Regions from separate parts of the Sus scrofa genome. Here region 2 is linked to region 1. Evidence: chromatin contacts called from public HiChIP or PLAC-seq data. All regions are on one chromosome and are shown on one strand. The core of a region is the stretch at or near the end of the contact, and the rest is flanking DNA. Distances in the headings are between cores, read along the strand shown. Region 1 overlaps AMPD3 (AMP deaminase 3). Region 2 has its middle 45 kb from the start of AMPD3.

Region 1 (5,788 bases), core at 724-3,223:
GGAGGATTCCAAGCACCAGTGCCAGGCTTTGAAGACAGAGGGCGCTATGTGCAAGAAGCAGAGGCCTACTCTTGCCCAGTAGCCAGTGGGGAACCGGGGCCGGTCTAGGGCCATGTGGAACTGAATTCTGCTAAACACCTGCATGAGCTTGGATGTGGATGCTTCTCCAGGATCTTCTGTTAAGAGCCCAGTGTGGATAACCCCTTGATTTTGGCCTTTGATACCTGGGGCATAGAGTTCAGCCAGGCTCACTTGGATATCTCACCTCCTGAGCTGTGAGCCAGCAACTGGGGGCTTGAAGTCACCAGGCTTCTGGCAATGCGTAGCACAGCCGCAGAAGATAAGCACAGGGCTCTTTCCTGGGGCTCCATTCTTCTTTTCTTCTTCTTTCCTTCCTTCCTATCTCTCTCTCTCCTTCCCTCCCTCCCCCGCTTCCTTCCTTCCTCTCCCTCTGTCTCTCTCTGTCTCTCTTGCTTTGCTTTGCTTTTTAGGGCCACATGTGCGGCATATGGAAGTTCCCAGGCTAGGGGTTGCATCAGAGCTGCAGCTGCCCTCCTACACCACAGCCACAGCAACTCGGGATCCAAGCTGCACCTGCGACGACCACCACAGCTCATAGTAACGCAGGATCCTTAACCCACTGAGTGAGGCCTGGCATCGAACCCACATCCTCATGGATACTTGTTGGGTTTGTAACCTGCTGAGCCACAATGGGAACTCCCTCCATTTAGCTTTTTTAGTTTTCGTGGAGACAAGTTTGGTGGTTAATGCTGGTTTATTGCAAGCCCTTGCCCATGGTTGATGAGGAGTTGACCCATCTGTTGTCAAACCTGTCCATTGTCCCTGCAGAGTCAGAGCTCCCAGCCCATGGATGTCCACATGTGACCTTCTGGGGCTCACCTCAAGTCCAAGGCTGGAGCCATAATGGGTGTCTTTAAGAAGGTGAACTTGGGGACACAGCTGGTGGGTACTGGTGTCTTCTCTGTGGCAGAGGAGTATGGATGTTTCTTGGACAAGCCTGGTGGGCTCTTGGCTTAGGCAGCCTTCCAGCTTTCTGATCATGGTTGGGTTATTATTATTTGTCTTTTTAGGGCCACACTCCATGGCATATGGAGGTTCCCAGGCTAGGGGTCAAATCAGAGCTGCAGCTGCCAGCCTACACCACAGCCACAGCAATGTGGGATCTGAGCCATGTCTGTGACCTATACCACAGCTTGCGGCAATGCTGAATCCTTAACCCATTGAGCAGGGCCAGGGATTGAACCTGAGTCCTCATGGATCCTAGTTGGGCTCGTTACCACTGAGCCATGATGGGAACTTCCGAGTTATTATTATTATTTTTTAAAGCCTTTTTAACCTGTTGTTCACCTTAGATGTTACCTCGGTTCTTTCCTTATCAGGACTGGTCCTTAGGCAGCATTGGCTGAGGCTTGTGGGGGTTAAGTTGGCATGGAGATAAAGATAGTGACCTAGCAGGCATGTGAGTGACACAGGAGTCAGGGTCTCATGGGGCCTGTCAGAACATGAGACGGAGCCCAACGTAATGGCTTTTCTTCTAGGTGTGACCATCCCAAAGATGCCAAAGTGGGAACCTCATTACTCAACGTGGGCCTGCCTCTGAGGAATGATTGACAGGCATCAGTTGGCCTCTTTCTTGGGACAAGATGCTTGACTCAGCTCCATGTGATAGATGGAGGGCAAGCTGGGGAAAACCTGGGCTGGAGGTTCCTGAAGTTCAGCCTGGGTTTCCTGAATAACCTAGCATTTAAGGGCAGGGCAAAGACAGACTTCTGATAAAGGGGCTGCCTCCATTTTCCAGGTAGAAATAGCCTTGTCCCCAAAGAAGTGATAACACACGTGGGTGGATAGTGACCAGAGAGCCATGGCAAGCATTGGGTGTAGAGAGAGGTCAGGGAACTGTAGTTCCTGTAAATTGGCCATGGATCAGTGAGGAGAGACCTGGCCAAGAGCCAGGAGGAAGATAGCTGGTTTCGGGTGAGTCATGAGGTCCGTTTGGAGATAACAAATTTCTCCATACCCTGTAGATGTCACTGGTGCCTGGAGAAGAGGAGGGGTTTTTGTGGGCTTTGGGGGCAGGGAGTGGTCACAGTTGCTCTTGAATTCTTGGCTGGAGGCTCTGGTTGTACCGGGCTAGTTGGCCCACTGCTGGGCCCTCTGGTCAGCTGGTTTCTGGCATTGCTGGGGGTCTGGGTTCCCTCAGAGGCAGAAAAAGACATGGGAGAGGAAGTGCTGAGGTCCTCACCTCCCTCTTGCCTGACTTTCTTCCTGGGGATCCTAGGACTTGGGGTGGTGTCGTTTGAAACATTACTAATTAGTTAACAGGAAAATGAATGTTCCTAAGTCAGCATTGCAGATAAGCATGAGCTTGTGGCATTTGAAACCAACCTTGCACCTGCTTCCCCAGGAGTTTGTGAAATCAGCCTTTGGTGCCAAGGTGACAAGTTGAGAGGACTGGAATTGATGCTGATCAGTCCCTTTCCAATAACAGATCTGTGCCTGCCCAGAGCAGCCAGGAAGGCACATGTCAGGCTGCAGGAAGGAGCAGCCAGGGTGACAGGCTGCCAGGGAGGTGGGGTGCGAAGGGCTAGCTGCCACCTGGCCATGACTTTGTAGAATTTGTTTCCCATCCCTGGTCCCCTGAGTCCTTTATGAAAACAGGAGGTGGGACGGGTTGATGGCATGAGCTTTTCTGGCTCCAGTGCCCCCGTTTTCTAACTCTGTGAAATGCACGGTGATTATCTGAGACTCTGTGTACTGGGACTCAGGGTCTGGCTTTATCTGAAGACAGCATGCTGGTTGATTTGACATGGTCCTCACCTCGTCTGCCCTCAGAGTTAGACCCCCACAGATCAGTCTTCCCTCTGTCTCCTGAGACATTTGCCTACTCCGATGCTCCACGCACCCTGCAAACACAGCCCACAGCAGTTCTTAGTGACCACAGGGTGCCTAGAGTATTGCATTCAGGGAGAGGAAGGCATGAATAATTAGAAACTTTTTTGGGGGTGGTGGTTGTACCCTTGGCATATGGAGGTTCCCGGGCTAGGGGTCAAATTGGAGCTGCAGCCTCCAGCCTATGCCACAGCCACAGCAGCACCACATCCAAGCTTTGGTCTGTGGCCTACACCGAAGCTCATGGCAAAGCCAGATCCTAAACCCACTGAGCAAGGCCAGGGATCGAACCTATGTCCTCATGGATGCTAGTCAGAGTTGAGAATTTTTTTTTTTTTTTTTTTTTAAGGGCTGCTTCCATGGCCCTAAAAAAAGTTGCTGGGCTTGGGGTTGAATCAGAGCTGCAGCTGCCAGCCTACACCATAGCCATAGTCACACCAGATCTGAGTTGCGTCTATGACCTACATCGCAACTCATGGCCATGCTGGATCCTTAACCCACTGAGGGAGGCCAGGGATCAAACCCTTATCCTCATGGCTACTGGTCGGGGTCGTTACCTCTGAGCCACAACAGGAACTCCTAGAAACTTCTTAATAATGGGTCCAGCACTAGTGATTAATCAGAGTCAGATTGTCCTGCCATGTCCAGAACAAAGACTCTTTTATCACTCCCCTCAAATTAGCTGCTTCTATCTCTCACATTTCCTTGCTCTTGACTTTTAGAAAGAAAAGTTTTAAGATGATTCGGTCCCAGTCCCTGTCTCTGCAAATGCCGACGCAGCAAGATTGGAAGGGACCCCCAACAGCCAGTCCGGCCATGTCTCCTGCAACCCCTGTGCTCCCTGGAATCACTTCCCAGCCCGCGCCTGCACTGTATGCCATGCCCGAGTTCCAGCGGGTCACCATCAGCGGAGATTACTGTGCTGGGGTAAGGCGACTCCCGCTCTCTGAGGGCTCTGTGCTCCAGCTGGTACCTCCCTCTGCTGCATCGCTCATCCCCTCTTATAAACAACTGTCTGTGTAGCTGCTTGTCTCCCTGAGCATGTTCAGGTTTCTGCCACACGCGCTTTGCCCAGCAGACCAAGATTGATGAACTCCCTGGAAGGGGGTAATTTATCTCATTCATTTCTGAGACGAGGCCGCTCTGGGAAAACAGAGCATCCTTGGACTTTGGAAATCAATCAGATCAGAGTCTGAAGTTTGACTTTGTCACTTCCTGTGATTTATTCTCTCTGGGTCTCCGTTCGCCCAGGTGCGAAAGAGCTTGCAGTGAGGACCAAATGAAATCTATGGCCAGGGTCTGTCCCATAACACATAAGCGCTTGTGGACGGGGTGAATTGGGGCGATTGCCAGTGGAGTCAGAAGCCTGGGGTTGGCAAAGCGGCAGACTGAGCACACAGAAGTTTTGGTCTTTCCTTCTGAAGGACCCAGGTATTTTCTTAGCTGAAAATGATGATGCTCACCCTCATCAGGTCCAGGCTTTGCCACTTCATTTGCTGGGTGCAGTAGCAGCTGCCTTGAGGTTCAGTCTGCAGCACTGAGGCTGGCCCGGGGTGTGCAGGCGGGAACACCTACCTCCGTTTCATCGGCCCAACTCTCCTCCTTTGTTGGGGTCCCCCAAACCACCTCTGGGTTCCATGATTTGCCAAGAGGACTCCTAGGACTCGGCACATGGCTATACTCATGACTAGGATCTGTTGCTGTGCAAGGATGCAGAGCCAGGGCAGCCAAGGGAAGAAGTGGGTGAGAGTCTGGAGGAGGCTAATGTCAAGCTTTTCCCAGGAATCCCTTCCAGTGGAGTGGCCAGAGCAAAATCAGTTCCCTCTGCATTAAAGTGTGACAGCATGTGTGAAACTCGTCTACCATGAAAGCTCATAGAGACCCAGCGCCTGAGGTTTTACTGGGGCTGGCTGCACATCTGCAGAGCACACCCCTGCATTCCAGGTTCCTAAAAGGAATTGGATGTCCAGCATCCACTGTACAGACCACTTAAGCACAGGGAACCACTGTGCCCACTGTGGTGGGAATGCCTGCCCCCCAAGCCCAAGTTCCGAGCTGCCAGCCAAGGGCCGACCTTGTGGTAGATCTTGGTAGGATGGTGGTCTCAGGCCTGCTGTGGGAACCCTTTTCTGCAGATCACTGTGGAGGACTATGAGCAGGCTGCCAAGAGCCTGGCCAAGGCTCTGATGATCCGGGAGAAGTATGCCCGGCTTGCCTACCACCGCTTTCCACGGACCACAGCCCAGTACCTGAGTCATCGGCGAGCAGACGCTGCACCTCCGGAAGAGGGGCTCCCAGGTACGGTGCTGTGGCTGCAGGTGGGATTCCAAGTGGTGCACGGCATGGGAGTTGGTCAGGACTTTTCCCTGGTTGGATATGTTTCCCCCTGATGGTGTTTTAAGGGCAGAGCCCTGGTATTGGCTTCTCCTACACTGATTTTTTTTTTTTTTCTTTTTAGGGCTGCACCTGAGGCATATGGAGGTTCCCAGGCTAGGGGTCCAGTCGGAACTACAGCTGCAAGCCTACACCACAGCCACAGCAACACGGCATCCAAGCTGTGTCTGGGACCTACATCACAGCTCACGGCAATGCCGGATCCTCAACCCACTGAGCAAGGCTGGGGATTGAACCCTCAACCTCATGGTTCCTAGTCAGATTCCTTTCCACTGCACCATGACAGGAACTCCCTACACTGATTTTTTTATTTTGCTGGCTCCCCCCAGGATGGATTCTGGGTGCATTGTGTGTCTTGCCCTGCGTTGAGCTGAGCTGTAGCATTTAAGAGACAGAGAAGTGAAAGACAGTCCCTGATCTTGGGAATCCTCTAGGGAGACAGGCAGGCTCCTGCTGGATTTTAAACACATGTAGTAAATGCCAC
Region 2 (5,537 bases), core at 1,017-3,516, 72 kb before region 1:
ATTCCAGGACTTGGGCTGGAGCTTTGGGGAAGAGAGTTGATCTTTCCCCATTTGACTTGTGTCTGGGAAGATGAAGGCTTGGATGTGCTGGGAGTCATTTTACTGTAGCTGTGATATTTGAGATTGAAGTTAACCAGGAGGAGGGCAGAGCAGAGGCTGAGCTGGACCAGTGCCATTCTTTGAGCCACTTAGAATGCTTTGCCTGAATATACCCAACCCTGGGACTTTTTAGTTTCATGGACCCTTTTTCTTTTTGCTTGTGTGTGTCCAATTAGTCACGTGTGTGTGTGTGTGTGTGTGTGTGTGTGTGTGGTGTGTGTGTGTGTGGTGTGTGTGTGTGTGTGTGTGGTGTGTGTGTGTGTGTGTGCTGCTTCCTGAAACCAAAAAGTCCTACCCAATATAGAACCCATGATAAAATTCATCTTTATAAAGACCAGTATGATAGGGCTTCAGGGAAGAGTCCTCAAGAGATCATTAGAACTCGGCCATATGGTGACTCAGTGGTGTTTATCAGCTGATGACTGCAGTCTTGTCCAGTGGGGCCCCACTGATCTGGAGATTGACATCCTGGGAGGCACAGGAGAGCTGCTTTATGGCCCCATTTACATAGTCCAGAGAAAAGGGATTAATTAACTACCAAGTCTGAGATGACATTTCCTGGCAAGCTGGCGAGGGGGTGGGTGCTGAGGTCTCCAAATGTGGCAGATGAGGATGAAGATGGGACAGAATTGAATACTAGAATGTACTGTATAGAATTTGAGGTTTGTTTTTTTTTTTTTTTTTTTTTTTTGGGCCGCACCTGCGGCACATGGAGGTTCCCAGGCTAGGGGTTGAATCAGAGCTGTAGCTGCTGGCCTATATCACAGCCACAGCAACTCGGGATCCTTAACCCACTGAGCGAGGCCAGGGATCAAACCCACAACCTCATGGTTCCTAGTCAGATTTGTTTCCACTGTGCCATGACAGGAACTCCTAGAATTGGTGGTTTTTGGATGTGGACTCAGAGCAGAACTGAAGTTATCTTGATAGTAAATGGTCTGGAGTTCCCGTCGCGGCTCAGTGGTTAACTAACCCATCTAATATCCATGAGAATGTGGATTCAATGCCTGGCCTCGCTCACTGGATTAAGGATCCAGCATTGCCACGAGCTGTGGCATAGGTAGAAGATGTGGCTTGGATCTGGTGTTGCTATGGCTGTGGCATAGGACGGCCGCAACAGCTCCGATTAGACCCCATATGGGAACCTCCATATGCCGTGAGTGCAGCCCTAAAAAGACAAAAGACAAAAAAAAAAAAAAAAAAAAAAGTAAATGGTCTATAGTTCTCATTCAGAGGAGAACCTTGTTGTCCTCAATTTCTTTGCTACCTGAATAAATGATCCTCAATTTCTATATGTTCCAATTTTCATATAATTTTCACTTATGTAACTATACATTGATGTTTTTTTCCTTCTTTTTATGGCTGCACCTGCAGCATATGGAAATTCCTGGGCTAGGGGTCAAATCAGAGCTGCAGCTGCTGGCCTGCACCCAGTTTGCAGCAGCGCTGGATCCTTGACCCACTGAGCGAGGCCAGGGATTGAACCCGCATCCTCACAGAGACAACGTCGGGTCCTTAACCTGCTGCGCCACAACAGGAATTCCTACACATTGGTGTTTGGAAATAGGTACTTCATCTATCAGCTGATGGATTTTGCGTTGCCTCTTGGTAGCTGCTTGCTGCCTGCTGCTGCTACCTTGGGGTGGGGGCACAAGAATTGTTATGGTGGAGTTGGCTTCCTTTCTCTCGATGTGCCAAGGGGACCTCAAATCCCCTGGATACTTGGGGCCTGGAGCTTGCCTGTTGATATCAGATTGCTGAACAGGGTGAGTGCTCCCCCTCCCCTCCTGTGGTCCTTGCATCTGGTGTGGATGGGGAAGTTCAGTGGCGGGTGATTCTAGATGATGGCAAGGGTGGTTTTCTGGCTGGGGACGCTGGAGATTTTGCCTGGAAGTTGGAGGTTTTGCCCATCTGTAGTAGTGGAGAAGGTGCGGGGGAGAGGTGGTGGAATCATGGAATAAGAGCCACGGCCTGGACCTCCCCAGACCCCACGGAGCAACAGGGGGGATACCTATGAAGGCTTGCCCCTGCCAAGACCCAAGGCAGGTGTAATGCCTGTGGTCTTTTTGCAAGTATAAAACTGATGCTTAATAACCCCTTACGTCACTGATTTCCCGAGGAGACTCAGTTACTCTAATTATCACTAGAGGGCAGGAGAGACTTCTTTAGCAAGAGAGCAGGCTTCCAGCTGGGGCTACCACTTCCCCATAGATTGGGCCTGAGTTGCCTAATGCCTCCCTCGAGCACAGAGAAAATGAGTATATTGTATGTCGCACTAGGGTAAACTGAAGGAGATTTGGGGATACTGAACAGGGTGAGTGCTCCCCCTCCCCTCCTGTGGTCCTTAGTGAAAAAAATGCACATCTTTTTTTTTTCATGTTTTATCGTTATAGTAAGATACAAAGTAAACTAGTAATATTGAATTTGGATAAAATACAAAATAAATATTTTCAAATATACTATTATTAAACATGAGCTTGCTCCTACTAACATTTATTTATTTATTTATTTATCTTTTGTCTTTTTAGAGCGGCACCCGTGACACATGGAAGTTCCATGGCTAGGGATTGAATCGGAGCTACAGCTGCTGGCCTATGCCAGAGCCACAGCAACGCGGGATCCAAGCTGCGTCTGTGACCTACACCACAGCTCACGGCAATGCCGAATCCTTAACCCACTGAGCGAGGCCAGGGATTGAACCCACTCAGGGTACTAGCTGAGTTCATTACCCACTGAGCCACAACGGGAACTCCCATATCTTTTTATATATAATTTTGAACTGAAATGGCAGCATTAAATTTCTGATTGAGATTTTTAATGATTTCCTGGAATTCTTGATAATCATCATTGACAAGAAAATTCATTCATAGAAACTGGTGATAAAAAATGACAAAAAAATTTAACCACTCAAATATTTACAGCTGTTGAAATTATGGTTAAAGACTATAAGCCTTTTCTTTTCTTCCATTGACAAATGCAGTGTTAAAATTTCTTGTGATAAGGCATTGGATTTAGTATCCATCAGATCTCTTGGATTTGAGCATACTGAGATAATGACGAAGCATTAATTTGCAGCACACACATGCATTTTTAGAGCAGTCACCTTGCAGCCAGGCTGGACGTAACTAAAAAAAGCTTGGCTGCTGCCAAGAGATAAGAAGTGGCCCATATATGTAGAGTAACCATTGTCCTGACTTGTCCTGAAAGGGTTCTGATTTATGCTTTCTGACTTGACATGACTATTCATAGCATCTTCTTTCACTCAAAAAAAAAAAAAAAAAAAAAAAGGAGTTCCTGTCATGGCGCAGTGGTTAACGAATCCGACTAGGAACCATGAGGTTGCGGGTTCGATCCCTGCCCTTGCTCAGTGGGTTAACGATCCAGCGTTGCTGCGAGCTGTGGTGTAGGTTGCCAGACTCGGCTTGGATCTCGTGTTGCTGTGGCTCTGGCGTAGGCCGGCGGCTACAGCTCCGATTCGACCCCTAGCCTGGGAACCTCCATATGCCGCAGGAGCGGCCCAAGAAATAGCAAAAAGACAAAAAAAAAAAAAAAAAAAAAAAAAAAAAGAAAAAAGTCCATGCATTTGGTGTTGTTGATATACATAACATGGATAAATCTCAAAAATATTATTCTGAGTGAAAGAAGCCAGATGAAAGAAAGTACACACACAAAAGATGATTGATTCCATTTATTTGAAATTCTAGAACAGGCACAACACATTTGCAGTGATGGAGAGCAGATGAATAGTTGTCTGAGGCAGCAGTGGGGGTAGAGAGAGGGGGGAATAACTGCAAAGGGGTACCTAGGAAATTTGGGGTAATGGCACAGATTTCTGTCTTGGTTGCAGCAGTGGTTACCCTGGTGGATCACCTGTGTTAACAACTGTCAACACTCGTAGTACTGTGCATTTATAAAATAGGTGCATTTTATTATATGTAAATGATACTTCATTCAAGTTGATTTTATTTATTTATTATTTATTTATTTATTTATCCTTTTCAGGACCACACCCGAAGCATATGGAAGTTCCCAGGCTAGGGGTCTAATCGGAGCTGTAGCCACCGGCCTACATCATAGCCACAGCAACACAGGATCTGAGCCGTGTCTTTGACCTACACCACAGCTCACAGCTATGCTGGATTCTTAACCCACTGAGCGAGGCCAGAGATCGAACCTGCACCCCCATGGATCCTTGTTGGGTACGTTAACCACTGAGCCAGGAAGGGAACTCCTTTAGTTGATTTTTAAAAATAAAGTGTACCAGTTTGGACAATAAATTGCATAGCTTCTATAGCTATTTGTGGAGAGATTCAGCACTGCCATCTGATGCTGTGCCCACCAGGAGCCCCCTCCTGCTCTCCTTGTCCTGCCCCCATCCCTTGGCGGGCACTTTGCAGTTCCTGGACACACATGCCTCCTGGTCCACACTCTGTAGTTGGTGGCCAGGGGACATGTGCAGGTGGTGGAGGGCCCCCCCCCTCCCTGAATGATTGGGGAAAGATCATTGTCCTTGCGCCAAAAGGGTCGAACTTAAGGGAGGTGGCCCTCCAAGGAGATCTATAGGCCAAGCTCTCCCCAGGAGTGACCAGCCCATGTGCTGTAGCTGCCCACTCACCTCAGGGCTGTGGGCATCACCATACCACTTTCTTCATACCCATGGCCCGCTGGAGGCACTCCCACTAGAAAGCTCTGGCCTTGGGAGTGTCACTATGCCAGTCCCTAAGGCTTACTCATGAGGCAGAAAGGAGGAAGATATTATGGAAAGGAAATAAACCAACACCCACTTCTGGCCCCAGAAAGAAGATAAAGAGTGGGAGGGGGAAGGAGGAGAGAAAGAACAGTCAGAAACATGGGTCTTAAGGAGTTCCTGTTGTGGCACAGCAGAAATGAATCTGACTAGGAACCATGAGGTTGCGGGTTCAATCCCTGGCCTCAATCAGTGGGTTAAGGATCCAGCATTGCCATGAACTCTGGTGTAGGTTGCAGATGCAGCTTGGATCTGGTGTGGCGTAGGCTGTGATGTAGGCTGGTGGCTGTAGCTTCAAGTGGCCCTAGACATGGCAAAAAGACAAAAAAAAAAAAAAAAAAAAAAAAGCAGCCATGGACAATACAGAAGTGAATGACTCTAGTTGTATTCCAGTACAACTTTATCTGTGGATGCTGACATTTGAATTCACATAATTTTCTTTTTCTTTTTTGTCTTTTTAGAGCCACACCTGTGGCATAAGGAGGTTCCCAGGCCAGCAGTTGAATTGGAGCTGTAGCTGCTGGCCCACACCACAGCCACAGTAATGTGGGATCTGAGCCTTGTCTGTGACCTACACCACAGCTCATGGCAATGCTGGATCCTTAACTCACTGAACAAGGCCAGGGATGGGACCCGCATCCTCATGAATACCAGTCGGATTTGTTAATCACTGAGCCATGATGGGAACTCC

What was found. HiChIP or PLAC-seq counts read pairs in DNA pulled down with a chosen protein or histone mark.
Region 2: a contact with region 1 is called in an H3K27ac HiChIP or PLAC-seq map of alveolar macrophages. The contact joins two enhancer-like sites. A contact is called at or near these places in 1 of 5 promoter capture datasets (liver), 18 of 47 Hi-C or Micro-C datasets (adipose tissue, alveolar macrophages, blood and 9 more) and 2 of 2 datasets of contacts at active chromatin or transcription factors (alveolar macrophages and skeletal muscle).

Annotation. Positions count from the first base shown.
Region 1 is chr2:49,055,031-49,060,818 of Sscrofa11.1, reverse strand. AMPD3 (AMP deaminase 3) reads left to right here. Exons shown (of 15, transcript XM_013994571.2): 3 at 3,633-3,837; 4 at 5,046-5,208. Among named protein-coding and RNA genes, the nearest start is that of AMPD3, 27 kb to the left of the region's middle. Within about 2 kb of position 1,973, at least 16 of the 83 cell types and tissues checked have an H3K27ac peak or open chromatin away from gene starts, as enhancers often do. A contact at or near this core is called in alveolar macrophages, where this site is marked.
Region 2 is chr2:49,127,475-49,133,011 of Sscrofa11.1, reverse strand. No RefSeq gene overlaps it. Among named protein-coding and RNA genes, the nearest start is that of AMPD3, 45 kb to the right of the region's middle. Within about 2 kb of position 2,266, at least 2 of the 83 cell types and tissues checked have an H3K27ac peak or open chromatin away from gene starts, as enhancers often do. A contact at or near this core is called in alveolar macrophages, where this site is marked.